Regions from separate parts of the Triticum aestivum genome. Here region 2 is linked to region 1. The links are chromatin contacts, called in public Hi-C maps. All regions are on one chromosome and are shown on one strand. The core of a region is the stretch at or near the end of the contact, and the rest is flanking DNA. Distances in the headings are between cores, read along the strand shown. Region 1 has its middle 67 kb from the start of LOC123087021. Region 2 holds the start of LOC123087021 (sulfite exporter TauE/SafE family protein 4).

Region 1 (3,421 bases), core at 160-2,659:
AGGATCCCAGGCAGGAGGCCTGCGCCTCTTTCGATCTGTATCCCAGTTTGTGCTAGCCTTCTTAAGGCAAACTTGTTTAACTTATGTCTGTACTCAGATATTGTTGCTTCCGCTGACTCGTCTATGATCGAGCACTTGTATTCGAGCCCTCGAGGCCCCTGGCTTGTATTATGATGCTTGTATGACTTATTTATGTTTTAGAGTTGTGTTGTGATATCTTCCCGTGAGTCCCTGATCTTGATCGTACACGTTTGCGTGCATGATTAGTGTACGATTGAATCGGGGGCGTCACAATGAACAAAGGAAGTGATGGAAGAAAAACTCGTCTCCACCGTGCATACCTTTGTTGGCAAAAGGTCGAACACCTTGCGGTCGTGGTGGCGAAGAGGCCGCGATGATCACCTCGACGCAGCAGGGTGGTTGCCGGCCGGCTACAGGCCGCTCTGGAGCTCTCGTCGGAATCTGCCTCGGCCGTCGTGGTACGTCGCCGGCAGTCGTGTCCGACTGCCACCGGCAAGGACGGCCACGACCAAACCTCCTCCGATCGACGACCAAAACTACGGCGGAAGCGCGGGCGTGGTGGCGGCCATGTCGAGACGTGATTTGGTATGGACGGTGGGGGGGGGGGCTGCGCGGTGAGGAGGCGGCCGAAGAATAGCGGCGGCGCCGGCGGCGGGGCGGGGCGGGGAGAGAGGGTGAAGCGTTGGGAGCAGAGGGACTGCTAGTGTCCCCGACAGGCGGGCCAGGGGAGGACAAGCGCGCGCGTCCCGCCCGTCCGCGTGGTGTCCGTTTCACCCCAAAACCGGCGCAAGTTTGGGCCGGGAATGGGTCGAAAGCGGACACAAAGCGGACAAAAGTCCGTTTGCTCCCGCGCGCTGGGCCGCCTTTTTTGTCCCTTTTACCCTAAACAAACGGGGCCGGACAGGGTAGGGTCGCGCGGTGGAGTTGGCCTGACTTCCTGTGGAGCACGTCCCGCACAGGAGTAATGTCGCTGGCCGGCTGCAGAGCACAGCACGTGCTGTTTAGGATACGTGGTGCTCGGATTTGATCGAAATGGCGAAGGGCCCAGCTCGCTCGTACCACTGCCATTTAGTGCAAGAATAGACCGCAGTGCAGACATCAATCCTGTGGATATTTTCATATGCCAGCACATGCATGCACGGCTGGCTTATCTGGCACATACCGCTCGAGGTGTTCCGTTCCTGCGGCGTAGGAGCACGGATGATTGCTTGCAAACCGGAGCACTGCTCTTTCAGACAATCGGACATCGTACTCAGCTTCGCTTGCGCGCCGATCCTGTCAAAGCTATCATGGATTTGTTTGGTGATCATGTTCGACTTGCGTTCCTCGGCTGGCAGGCCCTGCCGCCTGGCGATGCGTGGAGGTGGACGTGCGCGCCGCCCGGCGGGGGCCACCGCCGTCCACATCACCCGACAGAGTGGACGGCCGAGCGCCACCTCAGGCCCTGCCAATCCGATGTAGTACCACCCGCTGTTATCTTTGCGCAGACACATCTCCGTATATTTACTTAAAATACTTGTCAATGGCAGCTCGGGCGTATCTCCTCCGTTCTTTCTTTTCTCCTTGTGTTGCTGTCGCGTATGAGCTCCGCATTGTTGACTGACTGGCCTGGCCCGGGGAAACCTCTCTTGCGCTGCACTACACGAACTGAGCTGGGCTGGGGCCGACCACGGAGCGTCTCGTACACAGACGCTGACGGCGGTTGCCGGTCCGTCTACGTACGTCTGCGTTCGTGAGCTCCTGTCCGGGTTCTTGTTTATATACTCTCTTTTTTTTTGAGGGTAAAAACCATATTCTTGTTTATATACTCAACAGGAACCACTGTGGGGTCTCTCCTCTCCGCATGATCCCTAATCCATCTAGACCAGAGTCGCCGTCGCATCCTTTGCCGCAGTCGCCGCCGCCGCCGCTGCAGTCTTCTCCGTCGTTCTTCACCGGCTGATCGTCCGCTTCCGCTGTCATCTCCTTCGTCCGCCGCCTGCCCCTATTCTGAGTTTCTGACACGGGATTGAGGGAGTGCGGCCGGCAGCCAAACGACGCAGGTACGTCTCCAATCCCCCTTTTCTTCTGCTCGCCGCTGCTCATATTCTCTCATGTTGATTTCTTTTTGTTTCTCGTGTCAATCTATTTTGTTCTAGTGGAAGTGGTCAGCATTAACAGTTAATTAATCACTGTTCAATATCTTAGCTGCCAGGAACCGTTGATGTCAGCAGAACAATCGTTGGTCTCACCGTGTACAATGTCTCCTCCATGTTTATCCCGGTCAAGCTGCGATGGCATGGATAATACATACATATACTTCACTGTCTAAACTCAACAAACTTGCTAATTCATTCTTTGCAGAAGGAAGTAGGAACCACTTCGGCATAGGAAAAAACGAGACTGACAGGAAACCATTGGAGATGATGGAATGTTTCCTGATTGCTTCTTGTTCGACTACATCCACAAGGCACGAGAAGCAGGGAATAATTCAAAAATGGTCTCTTTCTGTCAATTGATTTCACGCTAATGAATGTTGATGTTGTGATTTTCTCTAATTCACGGCGCGCGTGAGCTATGGTTTGATAATGTAAGATAACTTGGGATCTGTACAAGCAGCCAGAAGGGGCTTTGTTGATCAAGTGTTAACATCTAGAACAAGCTGAAGCTTTAGCTATAAGACATGCTCTCAACTTTGCAGCAGAAGCATGTTTTCAGAAAATGGAAATTGCATCAGATTGCTTGACATTGATCAACAAGATGAAGGGCGCAGAGCAAGACAACTCCCAGAGTAGTTAGCATCATAATTGATGATATCATATGTATAACCGTGAAATTTGTTTTGTATATTTCGTCACGTAAATATGTCTTGTAAGGAAGTAGCTAATGTTTTGGAAAAATCAACCAGATTGCGAGGACCAATTTATGCAAATAACAGAATTTCAATGGATGAAAGCTAATGAAATATCCATCTGACCTCTTTCAGAAAATTTCTGATTTTTTCTCTTGTTTCTCAGATTTGCTGCCGGAAGAAGAACCACCATGGTCATCCTTGGAGGCCACGGTGTCAGATTCCGCCATGGCCATTCCCAACCTTCTCCACAGTAGTGTCGTTTCAGACCTGCGGCAGCCCGATCCGCGGCTGCCGTTTCGATCCGTTCATGGGATGAGAGGACGCGTTCGGCGTGCGACGAAGATGACTACAGTTTCGTCCGCTGCACTGAGCGCCGAGCCGGCGAGCTGGGCCGCTAGTCCCATCGTGTAGATGACATTGTTCTGGTCGCTCAGCCATCAGAAATCCACGATCAAATCCCCGCTGCACCGAAGAAGCAGAAACAGCAATCCTCATGCGTATTTGTTCAGATTTCAGAATCAATCACTGCGTAACTCACGGGAGCCGGGATTGACTAGTTTTGGAGCC
Region 2 (3,286 bases), core at 150-2,649, 67 kb before region 1:
TTGAGTCATAAATGACCACATGTTAAAAACGAGACAAATAAATATTGAGTGTAACTTCGATTTTAAGTAAAAGAATTACCATCGCTGGTGGCACTAGAAGACTTGGACTGGGCTTCTCGCTCCCTGGTCTTCATCTGCAATCATTCCCACAAGGATGTTTGTCACAACACAGTCCTGTTAAGGCAACTAACAGGGGCAGAGCCAATGTGACAAGAACTAACCAGGATCCTTGTCTCCTCCCTCCACATGAGGATGCCTTTGTAGAACGATCGCAAGGAAGTACCTGCAAGGAGTTGAGCACACCAAAAACACATCCACTTTAGTGATCCGACCAGACACACAAAAGGAGCTATGGCTTAATTAACGGCACGTTTTGGCGGCACGATCAAGCGAGGTCCCAAGGACACGAACCTACGAAGAGGATGATGATGAGGACGGTGATGAGCCAGTAGGGGAAGACGACGCTGAGCTCGACGCCGATGGTGATCCCGAGCATGAGCATGGGCTGGAAGAGCAGCGCGAGCTTGTAGTCGAGCACCGGCGCCTCCTTGGTCGGGTGCGACACCTGCAGGTTGTACCAGACCGACGACGCGGACGCCCCCATGATCATGCCTGCGGGCAAGCAAGACAAAAATTCCACGCGTGTCAGCAAATCGATCCATCTCGGGCCGTCAGACGCATGGGCCAGCGGTGGCCGTGGGCGCCACGAGTGCTCGAGCAGGCTTACATTTGGAGAGCGCGGCGGCGGACTTTGTGTCGAAGCCGAGGACGAGGTTGAGCAGGGGCACGAAGATGCCGCCGCCGCCCACGCCGCCGACGGTGCCGAACGCGGAGCCGAGGAAGCCGACGACGGTGGCCACCACCAGCCGCCAGTTGAACTCGAGATCCTGAAGCGCGCGGCGCAGAGGTCAGCCGACGAACACAACACGAGCATGCGCGCGGATGACATAGGCAAAAGAGCGAAGGGGCTTACGGGCCAGACGCGCGCGGAGCGCGATGAGAGGCGGGGCGCGCCATTGGGCGCGGCGGCGGGGTCGGCGGAGGAGACGACGAAGCAGGCGAGCACGGCGGCGCAGGCGGCCCCGGCGGCGACGTAGGCGAGGAACGCGCGCGTGCTCGTCCTGTTCAGGCGGCCGTAGAGGCCCGCGGGCGTGGACGCCATGCAACCACTAGATAACTGGCGGCGCGAAGCAAATCGCTGCACGGCTGCGTTCCGCTGGCGAGGAGCACCACGGCGCGGCGGGCGGCGAGAGGGGAGGTGGGAAGGAAATGGCGTGCGCTAGCCTCCGCCTGGCGATCTTATAGGCGGGATGGGATCGGGGCGGGGCGGGGGTGGATGGGAATTGAAGGAGGAGGAGGATGCGGAATTGGCGTCGCCTTCCTGCCTTGCTGGGCTCCGTCGCGACGGACTGGCCGCAGCGGGGCGGGGAGTATTTTTGGACTGCTTTGACTCGGCGCCGTAAATGGCATCCGGTAAAACGTTTCCTTCATTCATTCATTGACAGTGGATCTCGTTGTTTTTTACTCCGCATTTTATATAGCTCACCATTCATGCCGGTTTTTTTGTGTGAGGGGAGCAGTTCATGCCGGACACGTTGCCGCCAACCTGGCTGCCTCCGCAAATCTTCTCCACGGTGGCAATAGGTTACCTGGCAGTAAAAAAAAAAGCAATCGGTTACCTGGCAGTTGAAAAAAAAAGTAATAGGTTACCTGGTCAGTTCGAAAAAAAAAACAATGGGTTACCTGGAGTATACTACACTGCTAGGGAACAAAAACTGGGAGTAGAGAGAAACTCTGTCACCGCAGATTTTTACTTCCACGTAACTTTCGTGCCGTGATACACTAGCCGGTGGCTTATGCTTGACGTCTGCATTGCTTGTATTTCTCCACGCTCTTTTTTAGATTCATTCAAGAAAAGCTGTTATCCGGAGTGTATTGTCTTGGTATTCCCCACTCTTGTTAGGTTCGATGTCCGGAGTATATTCTCTTCACATACAGCACTTTCTTTCGGGCGGTGCCCTTACGGAAGCTAGCAGCTCCAAAAAGGTCTTTGTCAGAGTTATACATCACATGATGCACGTCTTCAGGCTTCGCTTTGTTTCGTACCATTATGAGATATGATTGGTATACGTCAGTGGCGGAGCAAGAAAAATAGTATCAACATGGCCTAATGATGTTAAAACTGCTTGGGGAGGGCCAAGGCAATGAAAAACATGGTTTGGACAGGAAATAACCATTTATTTTAGCACTGTTCGTTAGCAAATTAGCACTACATCTCTGCCGTCACGGGGGCCAGGCCCCTGCTGGTCCCCCCTGTCTCCACCACTGATTATACGTTGAAGTCTTTTTATGTATGCATGTTTTGATGTGTCGTGAACTTCGATGGCAATCATTATAAATTATGAAATTGGTAAAAAAGGACACGTGAGCGTTACAATGTTTCTGTAAAACAAGTAAACAACTAAGCACGTAACAAGATAGGCTAACCGCCGTTGGAAGAGTTGGTACAAAAATTGAAAATACAAACTCGTGTTTTCAACTAAAAGTCCAATCTTTACATGTTTGTGTAAGATAAGTTAGAGTGCATGGCTCCATGCATGCGTTGCTTGATAGGAATGACAATTTTCATGGACTAATTATTTCATTGATATGTATTTGAAGAAAAATTCTGTAGACAATGCATTTTCTTCTCGAGAGCGTTGTACGATTTACACAAGGTTCCCACGGGAACCAGACTGGCCATAAACGGCATGCAGACTACTCGCGAAAGAGGAAACAACTAGATCTGTGCAAGCGAATATCCGCCAAGGCTAGGTTTGTCAATTCTCGGTAGGTCATCATTTTGCCATACGCGGCGGTTCCTCTCCTTCTAATGTTCCAGAGCAAGTATATCATATGATCCCACTGCGCTCCCGCGTGTTTCGCTTGGAGGCACTCGCAAGGAACCCTTCCCACCACAGATTTATGGAAGAATCAACGTTAGGCGGGCTTGGGATGGTCAGCCCTCAGAGGCATTGAAAGTCCTTCACACTTCTGTACACTAGTAGAAAACGGAGCTTTAAAACCGGTTCGTAAGGGCTTTTAGTGCCGGTTCCATAACCGGCACTAATTGGTGGGCACTAAAGCCCCCCCCCCTTTAGTACCGGTTCGGCACGAACCGGTGCTAAAGTGCCACCACGTGGCGTGAGCTCGCGCCCTGGTATGGGGGACCTTTAGTACCAGTTGGTGTTACCAACCGGTACTAAAGGTTTTTTTCTGATTTTTTTTTGAAAATTTTGGAATTTTT

The links. A called contact is a pair of places that touch in the nucleus more often than the background predicts.
Region 2: a Hi-C map of leaf shows a contact between it and region 1, with 4 times the contacts expected there. The contact joins the promoter of LOC123087021 here to the enhancer-like site in region 1. A contact is called at or near these places in 3 of 5 Hi-C or Micro-C datasets (leaf and an unstated tissue).

What each region holds. Positions count from the first base shown.
Region 1 is chr4A:569,161,624-569,165,044 of IWGSC CS RefSeq v2.1, reverse strand. No RefSeq gene overlaps it. Among protein-coding and RNA genes, the nearest start is that of LOC123087021, 67 kb to the left of the region's middle. Within about 2 kb of position 1,409, at least 3 of the 8 cell types and tissues checked have an H3K27ac peak or open chromatin away from gene starts, as enhancers often do. A contact at or near this core is called in leaf, where this site is marked.
Region 2 is chr4A:569,228,700-569,231,985 of IWGSC CS RefSeq v2.1, reverse strand. LOC123087021 (sulfite exporter TauE/SafE family protein 4) reads right to left here and starts at 1,399. Exons shown (of 12, transcript XM_044508917.1): 1 at 974-1,399; 2 at 728-887; 3 at 412-612; 4 at 222-283; 5 at 80-134. The coding sequence starts at 1,162.